Linked DNA regions of Rattus norvegicus: region 2 is linked to region 1. The links are chromatin contacts, called in public Hi-C maps. All regions are on one chromosome and are shown on one strand. Each heading gives the region's core, a stretch centred on a gene start, on an enhancer-like site or on the middle of the called end of the contact. The rest is flanking DNA. Distances are from core to core; before and after follow the strand shown. Region 1 holds the start of Ccdc198 (coiled-coil domain containing 198). Region 2 overlaps Slc35f4 (solute carrier family 35, member F4).

What was found. A called contact is a pair of places that touch in the nucleus more often than the background predicts.
Region 2: a contact with region 1 is called in a Hi-C map of liver, with 2.6 times the contacts expected there. The contact joins the enhancer-like site here to the promoter of Ccdc198 in region 1. A contact is called at or near these places in 3 of 12 Hi-C or Micro-C datasets (kidney and liver).

What each region holds. Positions count from the first base shown.
Region 1 is chr15:25,003,032-25,009,992 of GRCr8, forward strand. It overlaps Ccdc198 (coiled-coil domain containing 198), which reads right to left and starts at 3,511. Exons shown (of 7, transcript NM_001427732.1): 1 at 3,460-3,511; 2 at 3,143-3,366; 3 at 1,812-1,894. The coding sequence starts at 3,362.
Region 2 is chr15:25,198,332-25,205,610 of GRCr8, forward strand. The region is part of intron 1 of Slc35f4 (solute carrier family 35, member F4); the gene reads right to left. Among named protein-coding and RNA genes, the nearest start is that of Slc35f4, 110 kb to the right of the region's middle. Within about 2 kb of position 5,435, at least 4 of the 93 cell types and tissues checked have an H3K27ac peak or open chromatin away from gene starts, as enhancers often do. A contact at or near this core is called in kidney and liver, where this site is marked.

The sequences.
Region 1 (6,961 bases), core at 2,261-4,760:
CTCCAGAGCCTGCGGGGCGTCTCCTCTGCCCACATCTTTACCGCACAAGCGTGTCTTCTGCTCCCAATTCATTGGGTCAGAGCTAGAACCATTAGTAAAGCTGAGCCAATCAGATCTCTCCTCCACAGGAATGTGGAATCCCAGCCACGGTCAGGCAACTGTGTCCATTCGATTGGATATATACAATTCAAGTTTAGGGTGGCCGCGAGGCACAGAAAACACCGATCTTTGGGGGGAAATGAAAGCACGTTTGTAGTATAGAACTCAGGCAAGCTATATAGAAGTTTGCCTCTCAGAACTTTGCTAAGTCTAATGTCTTCCGGCTCTTGGGTTCAACAAAAGTCCCAATATTCTTATAACTAAGCACATTGGTATCTTTGTACACTTGGCATGTTTCCCTTTCCTGATGACGAGCCTCCTTTCCTTTCCTTCCTTCACTACTAAACTTCTGTGTGGCACGTATTGTCAGTGGCTGAATACGTAACACTGAGTAAAGAAAGCATAGTCTTTGTGCTCAGATAATGTGTCTTGATTCTTTGATCTTAAGGTGGTTTGCTAATTTGCGGGTACAGTGTCAGACTCTGAAATATCCATGTCCTCTTTTTGAATTTAGGGGAATCAAAACCTAACCTTATCCTATTTAGGATAAATATTAAAATTATTCTGTGGTCTAGAGAGTACCATATGAATATATTTCTCTGGTTGTAGCTATTTCTTCTGTTTGAGTTAGCCAGTGTCAGGGACTCATAGGGACATGTATTAAATACTCCCTTGAGAGGACGTACTTAGTTTAGGAATAAAGTCGGCTTTAGGATTCTCAGCTAAGCTAGAAACACGCTCATATTTTTAAATTAGACGTTGATAAATTACATTTACCATTTACTTTTCTTGAACTAAACATTATCTTTGCACTTTCTAAAATTTCTGGAAGAAATGCTCTTTTGGAACTAAAGGTAATAATCACTTCATAGTAATTTTGAGTTTTCAAAGAAGACAAGTCCGTAAGAACCGACTGAGACAACAGTCCTCAACAAAGAACTCCATTAACCCCTGGAACCAGTCTGGGCATCTGGCTGAATGTGGCAGGCAAGGGTTTGACTACTTCCTTTGTTCTGCTCACAGAGAACCCCATAGACACTCTTTTCCAAGGACCCATTCTGATCTCTTTCTCTTTTTAGGATGAGCTGTCCTATTGGAATTTATACTTCTCTAAAGGGAATAATTTTAAATCAAGGTGGACGCATTAAAAATTCTTTCTCTGATGTCCCTTATTCCCCTATCCCCTCTCTTTCAGTCAGTCATGATGTAGCCCTGGCTGGCCTTGAACTTACAGAGATCTGCTTGCACCTGCTTCCCAAGGGCTAGGGTTAAGGTGATGCACGACAATATCTGGCTCTAGAGTCCCTAACTTCAACAACTGCTTACAACATCTAGGATGATTAAAGGATGGGACTAAGGGGAGATGGAGACATTTACACCAAAGGGTAGAAGTATCAGAGGCCTGTGTAGTGTTTGACTTAAATAGTTGTAGTAACTGCCATTTTCAAATGTTCAGCCAACCAAGTGCTACATTTGGGTCCTTTAAATCTCTGTCTATTTCCTTGTTCACATCCTTTTGGGGAGGGGGTTATGAGCCTCAGAAGTGACATCACTGCTAAAGGAAATTCTAATACTATGGCCTTTGCAACCGTCAATATTCTTTGTAACTGCATCTCATTAACAAGGCATTTAAGGTTCTTCTATGATTATGGATGAAAAGGGGTGTAAGTTATTAAAGACATTCCTTAAGAAGACTTTTAAATTCATCTTACTTGAATTCTTCGGGGTGGATGCCTTTTGATAATACTCGTTTCTTCATGTTTCAGTGGGATGTCTAGATACACGGCCCTGGATACTTGAAAGATTGGGGGGAGGGGCAATAATAATAGACCATTAATTTATTGTCAAGTTAGGCATCCAGGGTGACTATCTACACAGTTTGCATCTTTCAATTACACACGCCTAACTCACTGGTTGGATGCAGAGAGGAGACACACAGAGCAGGGCTCCTGCACGAATGCAGGTGACAACATTTTAGTCTGATTTATTCTTTCTGTATCACCCCGGGCTGGCAAAAAAATGCAAAGTTAACTATGTACTGGTCACAGGTATTACTCAAACACAGAATTTAGCCTGGAAAATAGAAACTTACCGATTAGTCTTAAGACATCTCCCTCTGTACTGGAAATGAAATCCAGGGTCTCACATGTACTAGGCGAAGTGCTCTATCTCTGAGCTGTAACTCCAGCTCACAAGTTCAATAGCATGAAATCCTCCCCCATTCCCCAAATGAAGGGAAGAAGAGTCCATTTGTGTTATTGATACGGAGTGTGAAGAAGATAAAAGATGACACAAATGTATGGAATATGTAACCAGATAACACATGTAAACATGGATTTCTCATCCCAAGTCAGCATATCTGTTTTAATTATCTTTATGGTCACCAGGAGACATTTTTACACATCATAATCAATATCCAAGAACAACTTGCAGCCACTTTAGGCCCAGAGCTTCCCCATCAGTGTGGGAAAAAGTTTCTTAGTTCTGTGATGACCATGAAGAACATGGGGTTAAGGAAGGGTGACTCACCCACTGTCTCTCGTGTAATAAATCAATTCTGTTTGGGTTGGTTTCACAATTCGCATTGGAGAGGGCTACTCCTACACTCCTCCTACTCTCAAAACTATAAAGCCTCATGCATTAAGTCCCCATGGAGACAACAGCTTAAATTTAGACTCCCAACTGAAGCACTACTGTCACCATTTAGCACATGTGGCCTTGTAATTTCTGTGGCCTTTGCGATTGTCAACATTCTCTGTGACTGCACAAGGAAGTGGGCATAGGCATTGAAATCACCACAGACTCAGGTGAAACCAGACGGTGTTCCCTTATACAGAAGGGTGAAAAGCACTTTATCCAGAATTGATACAAGCATTAAATTTAACAGAAGACATTCATCTGACAAGCAATCAGTCCTCAGTGAAAAATATTCTCCTACATTTCAATAATCTAGATTTCCAGAGATCATGGAGACAGTCATGTAAATGTACCACAGCCCTCCCAAGTCCCAGACATGCAGCTCTCATGTTTGGTTTTGCCATACCTGCAGGGAGTCTTCCATACCAGGTTTCTCTAAGAGGTGGTAGCTGTTCCAGAGTTCGATTTTGCTCCTGCAGTCTCGTGAATGAGTATGAACTTTTTTCTTCCAGGTTCCGATTCAATGCAAAGAACACGGGGCAAGTTGAGGGTGTCTTCGCTTCTTGGCTTTGTAAAGGTGTGACTTTGATCACCTGAGGGTGAGTCTTGGAGTGGCCCAGGCCCATGTTCCTTGAAATATTGAGAAGAAAACCATGATGGAGAGGGCTTGAGAGCCTTTACAGAGCTTGATTTAAGTATTTTCAGGAGTTTACCTTGGCTTACCAAAGCAGGTGTTTCCTTCATGACATCCTCCCTGTTCTGTACCCCTGACACTAACTTCTCTGGCCACTTCCTGGGAGGTTGGTTTCCATGGAGACTTCCCTTCAACTTCTACTTTGCCATTCCAGAACTAAAGAATGCAGTTAAACATTGACTTGGTTATTCTACTCTCTGAAAAACTCAGTTACATGGAGAGAAGCTTTCATTGATCATTAAACAAGTATCCAACCCCAGGCCATTACCAGACACACAGAACAGGGTTTTAGAGAAGTCTTAGAGGCCCCCTTTCATAGTAAACATGTTAGGAAGTACTAACAACCTGGATAAGCTAAGTTGTTAGAAATGAGAGGACAGATGCTAATGAGTTAGGGCTTTGCTAATCTATAATTTTAATTAGAGAATATGTCTTCCAGTTAGGAAAAGAAGCAGGGGCAGATAATGCTTCATCTGATTTTTCTGTCAATGATTTAAGCTACCTTTGAAGGAAATGAGTACATTACAGGAGAATGAAAAAAACAGTAAGGAAATTTTCCTAATCTCCCTGCTGGGAATGAAGGAACAAATTTCTTAAATAACTGATCCAAATAAAAACCATTTTCAAATAGATCCTATTTATTATGTCCTTTTTTTTCAAGTAGAAAAGAAAATGGAGGGAAATGTGCCAATGTCTTGAACAGTGGGCTTTGAGTAATGGCGTTATGGGTAATTTTTATTTCAGTCCTTTACTCAGAATGGAACTCATGTCCATGTTTGAATTGTTCATGACCACAGATCACAGGTGCTTTTGGCATACCTCCATAGAGGACTTAAAAATATTTTCCATGTTGTGAAATCTATTTGCTAAAGAGCTATCATGGTGATTAGGAAATGAGAAATGAGACTCAGAAAGGATTAATTTCTTTGAAAGCTACATCCAGTGCAAGTGTTTATTGTTTTCTTTGCTATTGTTTTGTTTTCTTGTGTGTGTGTGTGTGTATGTGTGTGTGGTTGTGTGTGTACATGTTCAGGCCAGAGGTCAACCTTGAGTGTTACTCATCTAGACATCATCCACCTTGTTCTTTTTTTAAAGACAGAGTTTCTCTCCCATTGACTTATTGGGTTGGGTTGGCTGGCCAGCAAGCCCTAGGGATCTGCCTGTTTCTCCCTCTCCAGCATTGGTATTATAAATGTACACTACTGTGCTTGGCTTTATATATGGGCTATGAGAATAAACTCAAGACCTCATGGTTTCCCAGCAAACCCTGGACTGACTGAGCCATCTGCACAGTCCTATTTTGTCTTCTATGACAGTGTCTTGCTGTGTAGCTCAGACTGTCTTTCAGGTCATTGTGTAGCCCATGGTGGTCTCAAATCGATGATCCCATTTCTTTCCAAGTGCTGGGACTATAGGCATTGCCATCATACCTTGCCAGGGTAACAATTATTAAGAGGAATGGCACAGAGAAAAGAGGGTGATGAGGACTTGGGGAAGATGAGAAGAATCAGGAAGCAAGAGCCAAATATACCATTTCTAAAGGTGTTCAATCAAAGCCCCTAGCCTAGCACAGCTCCACAGGCAATGTGGCCTGGAGATTCCCAAGAAAAGTACAGGAATTGGTAGGGTTAGAGCTTGGGCCTTCGCCGCTCTAACAAGCTAGGCTGGACCACTCATCCTTAATAAGCCAAGAGTGAAAGAAAGAAAAAGGAGATTTATCCAATGTGGCCACATTAGGAAAAGGAACAAAGAGATCCAATGATATTCCTCCCTTTATTCTCCACACCCATCCTCAGGAGCTGTGTATGTTTAGGTAAGAGGAAACCAAACTATGTGTTTAAAAATTGTGTTCATTCCCACCAAGATGCTATCAGAACACCTTGGTTCCAGCTTGGAGTGCTGGGCTATCTCCTTTAAGAAACAGTGAGCCTAGCTTTGAGCCAAAGTTATGAAGTTGGTTGCTTTTCTCAGAGAGAAATCTTAGCTCTCGTTCTTGCTTTCCTCCAACTTGCCTCAAGGCAAGACTGTTGAGTAATCTTGTTTAGTAATTTTAGGTTCTAGAGAAATTCAGTGAACACTTATAATGAGATATGTGGATTTTACTGCTCTCTGGGAAGACACGTTTTACATTTGAATGACAAGAAACAAGATCCAGGGGCTTTAAGTGTGAGCTTGGCGAGAGAGAGAGAGAGAGAGAGAGAGAGAGAGAGAGAGAGAGAGAGAGAGAGAGAGAGAGAGATTGAGAGAGAGAGAGAGAGAGAGAGAGAGAGATTGAGAGAGAGAGAGAGAGAGAACTCCGACAAGCAGAGAAGAGTAAGTTAAAGCCAGCAAGGGGGCTGGAGAGATGGCTCAGTGGTTAAGAGCACTGACAGCTCTTCCCGAGATCCTGAGTTCAATTCCCAGCAACCACATGGTGGCTCACAACCATCTGTAATACGATTTGATGAACTCTTCTGGTGTCTCTGAAGACAGATACAGATACAGTGTACATAAAATAAATAAATATTAAAAAAAAATAAAGCCAGCAAGAAGTCTTTTTTTTTATCTTTATTAACTTGAGTATTTCTTATTTACATTTCGATTGTTATTCCCCTTCCCAGTTTCCGGGTCAACATCCCCCTAACCCCTCCCCCTCCCCTTCTATATGGGCTTCCCCTCCCCATCCTCCCCCCATTACCACCTTCCCCCCAACAGTCACGTTCACTAGGTGTTCAGTCTTGGCAGGACCAAGGACTTCCCCTTCCACTGGTGCTCTTACTAGGCTATTCATTGCTACCTATGAGGTCAGAGTCCAGGGTCAGTCCATGTATAGTCTTTAGGTAGTGGCTTAGTCCCTGGAAGCTCTGGTTGGTTGGCATTGTTGTTCATAAGGGGTCTCGAGCCCCTTCAAGCTCTTCCAGTTCTTTCTCTGATTCCTTCAACGGGGGCCTATTCTCAGTTCAGTGGTTTGCTGCTGGCATTCGCCTATGTATTTGCTGTATTCTGACTGTGTCTCTCAGGAGAGATCCTGTCGGCCTGTACTTCTTTGAGAAGTCTTCTTTTTAAATGGAAATAATTCTTTACCTCTGTTCTCAGGATTGTGATTTGATCCATTTTCCTTCATTATGATGGACTTCCTAGAGTCATCCATTCTCTTCGCCCTGCCCTTTGCTAAGAAAAGAAATATGCCCAGGGTGAAATTTTCAGACACCGTTCAGACTACTATAGAAATTAAATAGTAAATTGTTATTGCAGAAGCACGTAGGAAACCAGACAACCACTCACTGGCATTATTTACTAATGAGAAGTGAACATTAAAGTCTGAACAATCTAATATTGAGCAAATAAGGTTCTATTATTAAATGGGCCATAAGCAACCACAGTTGGATATTGAATATAGTTTTCCCTTTGGTATCTACTGGAGATTCCCTGGAGGATCAAAACTTGAAGATCCTTGAGTCTCTTACAAAAAAAAAATTCCAACATGGGCTGGCAAGATGGCTCTGAGGATAAGGGTACTTGTCAAGACCAAGGACCTGAGTTAGACTGAGG
Region 2 (7,279 bases), core at 4,185-6,684, 200 kb after region 1:
CGCTCTGCTGCTGTCTACCTGACATTCTCAGTCAGCTTTAAAACAAAGGCTTCATTTTCCTTTTGCCTTGATCCCCATAGAGTATTCAGCCTCTCACATCTTTTAGAATATTCTAACACAGACCTTGGGCATTCTATGGAAAACGAAGACAGTGAGTGGAGAGGGGCAGGAAAAGTCAATATTTTCAGGAGGCAGGGGCATGGTCACTAAGTGGTCAGCAGCAGAGCGTGTCCTTGTTTTCCTCTAGTCCTCTGGATTGATGCCAGAGGAGGTGGGAGAGTATGGAATGGCTGTTTGGGAGCCAGATGGGAGAGCAATTTTGTTTTCCAGGGCTTAGGCCCTGGGAATGAGCTATGGTGTGCTAGGCAAGGGGCACCTCAAACCCAATCTGTGCCTTGTGAATGGCAGCAGTGCTCCTCTGGTCTCTAGGGGTGTCTGCCTCCTGTGGACTTCAGTTGGGCAATCTCGAATCACAGCAGGGCTCAGTGTGAGGGCTTGGGCATGACAGAGACAGACTCAGGTCTTCGTGAGTGAAACTGAGCCACCTGTTTTCCCGAACAAGAAAACTCAGCTACCGAAGCCTAAGTCACAGTCCATGGTAGTCCATTGCTCTCTGTCATGACAAGGTCCCAGAGTCCCCCTCTCCCCCACACCCCCACTGTGACTGGAGAAGTGACGCGATGAAACGACTGGGAGTGGCAAACACAATCCAAAGGACTCCTGTGAAATGACAGTGCCGCCAGTAGACTGTGGGCTTGACAATGAATTCTTCCCTGCCCCCTTGTAGGTGGGAGTTCCTAAAGAAGATCAGACTGATTGTAAACAAGAATAATAGCTTTCGCTTGCTCATCTGAGCTTAGAATCCTGTTACATTTTATGTTGTCTCAAGTGCTGCTCTGAAATTTCAGCTACCCACTATGAAAGAGCACGAAGATGATGTGTGAAGACAAATTTCACGCATACATTTTTAAGCTGTAGCTTAATAATTCCAAATTCATCCTTAACAAGCTTTTTTTTGTTTTGTTTTGTTTTGTTTTGTTTTGTTTTGTTTTGTGACAAGCATTTGACTACAGCAGCGTTCTCAATCGGAGGCCTGTGATTCCTGCAGCGGTCGCATATCAGAGATCCTGCGTATCAGATGTTTACATCATGATTCATAACAGTATCAAAATTACAATTGTGAGTTAAAAAGAAGATACATTTTATGGTTGGCGGGGGGGGGGTCACCACAGCATGAGGAACCGTATTAAAGGGTTGCTGCATTAGAAAGGTTTATGTCAACTGCTTTCTGTACTACCCTGTCTCATTGCTTCTAATTCTGCCAGGCTTTCAGGAAAGACAGCACTTTTGTGAGCATGCTGAGTGTGCTAAGGGATTTGTCCAAGGTCATCGAGCTATGAGAAGAGTATCAAACTGGGAAGCCTGGCTACCAGGTCCTCTATCCAGAGCTCTCTGTACTGTGCCATCCACTCTTTTCTGACATCTCACTATGAGATTGCTAACACCCAGTTGAGGCAGCAGAAGTTTTCCTGTTCTGCTAATCCACATCTCCTCATGGCTAGAGAATTTCTTGGGGAGTAGTTGATCTCTTTCTCTCTTACGTTTGTTTCTGTTCTGACTTTATTGTTTCCTCACATCTTCTTGCTTTGAATTCCTTTTCTCCTCTTTGCTCTTCCCTTAAGGTGCACACCGTGGACTTCGATTTGAGGCCTTTCATCCTTTATAACAGTATTCCTGGAGTTAAGGCTGTATCCTGGTAGAGCCCTAATGAGCCAGGCTTAGCCACTGATCCTCAATTAAAAGAGTTACCTAGGCATGGTGGTACATGCCTTTGATACTCTACAGACAGAGGTGGGTGGATCTACATGAGTTTGAGGTCAGACTGGTCTATATAACAAGTTCCAGGCCAGTCAAGGCTACATCAACCTACTCTCTAAAAACTAAAATAAGTAACAGATTGACCAAAGTAATAGTGAAACACAGAAAAGAATGATTTGTTCAATGTGGTCACATCGACAATAGGGACAAAGGGGATCCAAGCACTTGTTCAGGGTCTTTGTACAAGGTTTGGATTTGAGTAGTGGGCAGGGTTCTGCATGTTAAAGCAGAACAATCCGAGATGTGGTCCTGCCCAGGATGAATTTACCTTTGGATTTCAGTTGCTCCTGCAAGGTTACCGACAAAGTTGTCAAGAGACAAATTCGCCTCCTCTGGGTAGCCTCACCTTTAGTCTTTTCCTTTTGTCAGCATGAAATTTTATTTCTATTCCTTGGGGTTTGTTGTTTCAACGGTCTGATAGCCAAAGTGAGGGGTTCAAGCATCTTTTCAGAATACCCTCTCTCCTGCCCGGAAGCCTATCAGAAAACAAGCATCTGAGGTAATAAATTCTCCTCCTCTCCAGCAGCGTGTGGTGTTTGGCTTCCATTTGGTTCAAACTTCAGAGAAACTTTGAACTCCTTTTCTTGTAAGTTCTTCACTTCATTTCCAAATGTTTCAGGGAGAGATTTCAAATGTCTGCCCGTTATTGATTTTCAATTTAATTCCACTGAGAAAAAGACCTTTTCCACTTATAACTTAACTTCCTTTTCAACTCAAGACTTGCTTTCGTGATCAGAATGAAGTATGTCTTGGTGTGCTTTGGCATGGTTTCTGTTTATAATGTCTGGCATTTCAGAATTCGTTTAAATGTAGCGTCCTGTTGTTTGTTGTTTTGCTGTCTCGTCTGTTTTGGGTTCTACTTCCTTTTTTATGCTTCCTTCCTTTAGAGGAAGTAGGGGTTTTTAATCATCCCATTTCATTTCCATTGTTGCGGATGTGAGGGCGATCTGGCTGCGACATCTGTCACCCCATTGATCGCCAGGGTTGATTCGGCTGATCTGGCTGGCTAGGCGGGTGTCCCCTTCCTCCCTCACCGCTCCGTGTGCGTCCCTCCCGAAGCTGCGCGCTCGGTCGAAGAGGACGACCTTCCCCGAATAGAGGAGGACCGGTCGGTCTTCGGTCAAGGGTATACGAGTAGCTGCGCTCCCCTGCTAGAACCTCCAAACAAGCTCTCATTTCCATTGTTGCTTTATCAACTGTAAATGTGAGGATTCTCATTTCATTACTCTAGTACTCTATTTGTCATTTTTAGTGCACATGGGTGCACATGCATGCACACACATGCACCCATGTGCACGCACACACATTCACACGACATTGTGATTCACCTTCAAGCGATAATATGACACGATGTAGATTAAAAAGTTTCCAGTGGTTTTCTTTCACCACTTCTCTCTCAGATTCTGTGAATTCATTTATCATCTGTTGGGAATTGGTCCTAATGCCTTGTCTTAATTCGGCTCCCAAAAGCCTCACTTCCAGACACTGAGGGTCCCTGCCCACAGCTGGCTTTGATTGGTGATAAAGAATTGCCCTCCAGCCAATGGCTGGGCGGGGAGATGGAGGCGGGACTTTTAGATTGAGCAGGCAAGGGACTAAGGAAAGAGGGAGAAGAACAGGAGAATCTCCATGATGGGGGAGCAAAGAGAACATGACTTAAAGGCCCACCAACATGCAGGATTCTAGGAAAGTGGCCCTAGGGGCCATTCCTCTGATTGGGGTAGCAGAGATGAAATATAGATTTTAAAATATGTTAACTCAGGTATACCGGAGGGGAGTGCATGCTAGCAGAGGGGAGGTTTAGAGGTGCTCAGCCATTGAACTAGTCAAGGTGTATCAAAATTAGCTGCTCTGTGTGTGTGTGTGTGTATGTGTGTGTATGTGTGTGTATGTGTGTGTGTATGTGTGTGTATGTGTGTATGTATGTGTTTGTGTGTGTGTGTGTGTGTGTGTATGTGTATGTGTGTTTTCATTCTCGAGTCCAGAGATCTCTTGGGTGGGTGCAATGTGTGCAACCAACCAGGAGCCAAAGTAACTTAACTAATTTGCTACAAACATCTTTATTTTTACTTAGGTACTCAATTCCACACTTCACTGTTACATTATCCTTAAAGAACAAACATATCTTAGGTCCCATTGCTGTGACAAAATGACCGGATAAAAGTGATTTAAGAAAGAAAGTATTTCTTTTGGCTCGCAGTTCAAGGGATACTCCATCAAGCTTGGGGAAGTCAAGGCAACAGGAGTGTGAAACAGCTGGCCTCATCATATCCATAGTCAGAAGAAGAAAGCCATGAATGCGTGCTGCCTCTCCATTTATACCGTCTAGGATCCATCCTGGGACATCCCTCCTTAATCAATACCATCAAGAAAAATCCCTCTCAGGAGACTTCAAGGTTATTCTAGATTTTTATCAAGTCAATAATTTATAAAACCTAAAACAATCTTAGCTATTTGTTCATATAGATTTAACCTCCAGACTTTCCGTACCTTTATGTTTATTATATTTGTTGGTCTCAGGAACTGCTTTTGCAGGCAACAGGGACATGAGCATCTGTTGCCATGGCAACGGCCACACATTCCCAGCATACATTTGGTTCAACTCTCACCTTTACCTGGGAGCAGTTACATTGAAGTTCAATGGTAGACCTTTTCTGTCCCTTCCTCTCTTTCTCTCTTCTCTCTCTCTTTCCCCCTCTGTCTCCATCATTCTTAGTAACCCTCTTCTACGTGGGACCATTATTGGCCTGGTGTTCTATTCTAACACAACAATATACCCCTAGATTCTTTTTATCATCCTCCATCTCCTCCTCTTCCTCCTTCTCTGTCCAAATCTCTCTCTTTCTTACAAAATCAGTCTGCGCATCAAAACTAGGACCTTACTCATGCTAAGCAAGGGATCTATTACTAAGTAACAAACAAATATTTCTCTCATTCATTCATTTATTTATCTATGTATGTATGAATTTAAGCAGAATATCATGTACCCCATACTGGGCTTAAAGTGGTTAAGTAAATGAGGATGGCCGCAAACCAACTCCTGATCCTCTTCCTGAAGGGACTGGTATTGGCTTAGGACCATCAAGGCCAAGTTCTCAGCCCCAAAGCAGATTTATTTGCCCTAGAGGAACAAAAGGCAGGGAATAAGAGACAAAGTCAGGAGATAGAGGAAGAGAGAGAAAGGGGAGGCGACAAAGGAGAGTGGGAAGGGTATTTATCCAGGAGGACAAAGGACTGCATGTGGACAGAGAGGAGACAGAAGTGGCCCATAGGCAAATAGTTTATAAAGGTAAAAGGGGAAACCCTGTGTTAGGACAAGGTGTTAAATTTTAATTGGTCATATTAATTACGTGAGCCATAGGGGACTTATGATTGCTGGACTTCAATACTTTGGTAGCTGGACCTTGGGAGTCAGTCTCAGGAGGAGCAAGTAGTCAAATAAGGGAGTAGACCTTGGTGGCCAGCTTTAGGAATGTAATCTAATGGTTGTTAATGAGGCAGAGGGAATGGGGAGAAGGGCAAAGCCTGCCAGAGTTAATTTTTACCAAACTCTCGAACTGAAGTAAGTTAATAAATAACATGTCCTGATACCATGGGAAACTATGTACTCACTCTGTTTCCCTACTGTGTCTTCAGCCTGCTTAAAAACATAACAACATAGCAAGCCTTACTATGCCATGAGCTTCCTATGGAATCAGCTTCTGCAGGCTAAGCTAAACGCATTCTTCAATTTTAAATTGTCTTGTCTTCCGTGCCCTGAACAAGAAGGTCAGTTAAGAACGTTCTTCTCTGGTAAACCACACTACAATGTTTTGATTGAGATAGGAGATTCCTCATTTCTTTCCCATATCATGCTTTCTGTGTTTTTCATGCAAAGCTCTTTGTTGGGGACAGATAACAGACAGCAGGGATAGGAGATTCAGGGAGAAAAATGACGAATTCAAATCGGGGCTTGCTCTCTCTCTCTCTCTCTCTCTCTCTCTCTCTCTCTCTCTTTCTGCCTTTGTCTCTCTGTCTTTGTCACTCTCTCTCTTTGTCTCTCTGTCTTTGTCACTCTCTCTCTTTGTCTCTCTGTCTTTGTCACTCTCTCTCTTTGTCTCTCTGTCTTTGTCACTCTCTCTGTCTCTCTTTCTCTGTCTCTCTGTCTTTGTCCCTGTCCCTGTCTCTGTCTCTCTCTCTGTCTCTCTGTCTCTCTCTCTCTGCCTTTCTCTCTCTGTCTTTGTCACTCTCTCTCTCTCTTTGTCTCTCTGTCTTTGTCACTCTCTCTGTCTCTGTCTCTGTCTCTCTCTCTCTGCCTTTCTCTCTCTGTCTTTTTCACTCTCTCTCTTTGTCTCTCTGTCTTTGTCACTCTCTCTGTCTCTCTTTCTCTCTTTGTCTCTCTCTGTCTCTGTCTCTGTCTCTCTCTGTGTCTCTCTCTGTGTCTCTGTCTCTGTCTCTCTGTCTCACTCTCTCTGTCTTTTTCACTCTCTCTCTTTGTCTCTCTGTCTTTGTCACTCTGTCTCTCTTTCTCTCTTTGTCTCTCTCTGTCTCTGTCTCTGTCTCTCTGTCTCTGTCTCTCTGTCTCTGTCTCTCTGTCTCTCTGTCTCTCTGTCTCTCTGTCTCTCTGTCTCTCTGTCTCTCTGTCTCTCTCTCTCTCTCTCTCTCTCTCTCTCTGTATGACTATTGTGTCCAGAGCTAAAGTAGTTCTGTTTTAGCTGGCCCATCTAGCCATCTTTCATTTTGAGGCACAATGCCATTAAATTACCCAAGCTGACCTTGACTTACTTTGGGCTAGGCTGACCTAAACTGGCAGTGTTCCTGCCTCAGTCTCCTTCGAGGAGACTTATCTGGGGTTATAAGCATGAGCTACCCGGCCTGGATCATTTTTCTGTCCTGATGTTCTTGTTTTGTTTACCAAGGTCAATGACTCTCTATTGGTTCTTGATCTTTCCTACTAGTGTTTTCTCTATGATGCTCCATTGTTCCTTGCACTTTTTTTTTGCAAAAGGAAGCTCATGAGCCAATCTTGCTATGTATGCAGCAGAATACTACGCTGCAGACCTCCAGGACTTAGCCTTGCATCTTCCCCATTGAGCAACCAGTTATTCCTTACATGTTTTCGATTATAACCCCTTACCAGAGAAATGCATGGCGAATTTTCCTATAATTTTAAAGGTTGCCTTTTCCGCCCGTTGGCTTTGCTGTGCAAAAGCTTGTAGTTTGATGTTGTTGCATTTTTCTGTTTTTGTTTTTGTTGCTTGTGCTTTCGATGTCAGAGCCAAGAGATCTTTGCCAAGAACAACAATGCTACCCACTCCTGCCTTTATGTTTTATTCTAAGGTTTCAGCTTCAAGACTATAAAATGCTGCATCCCCACGCAACTCACTCTGTAGTATGTTCTCATATATATTCATGCTTGGCC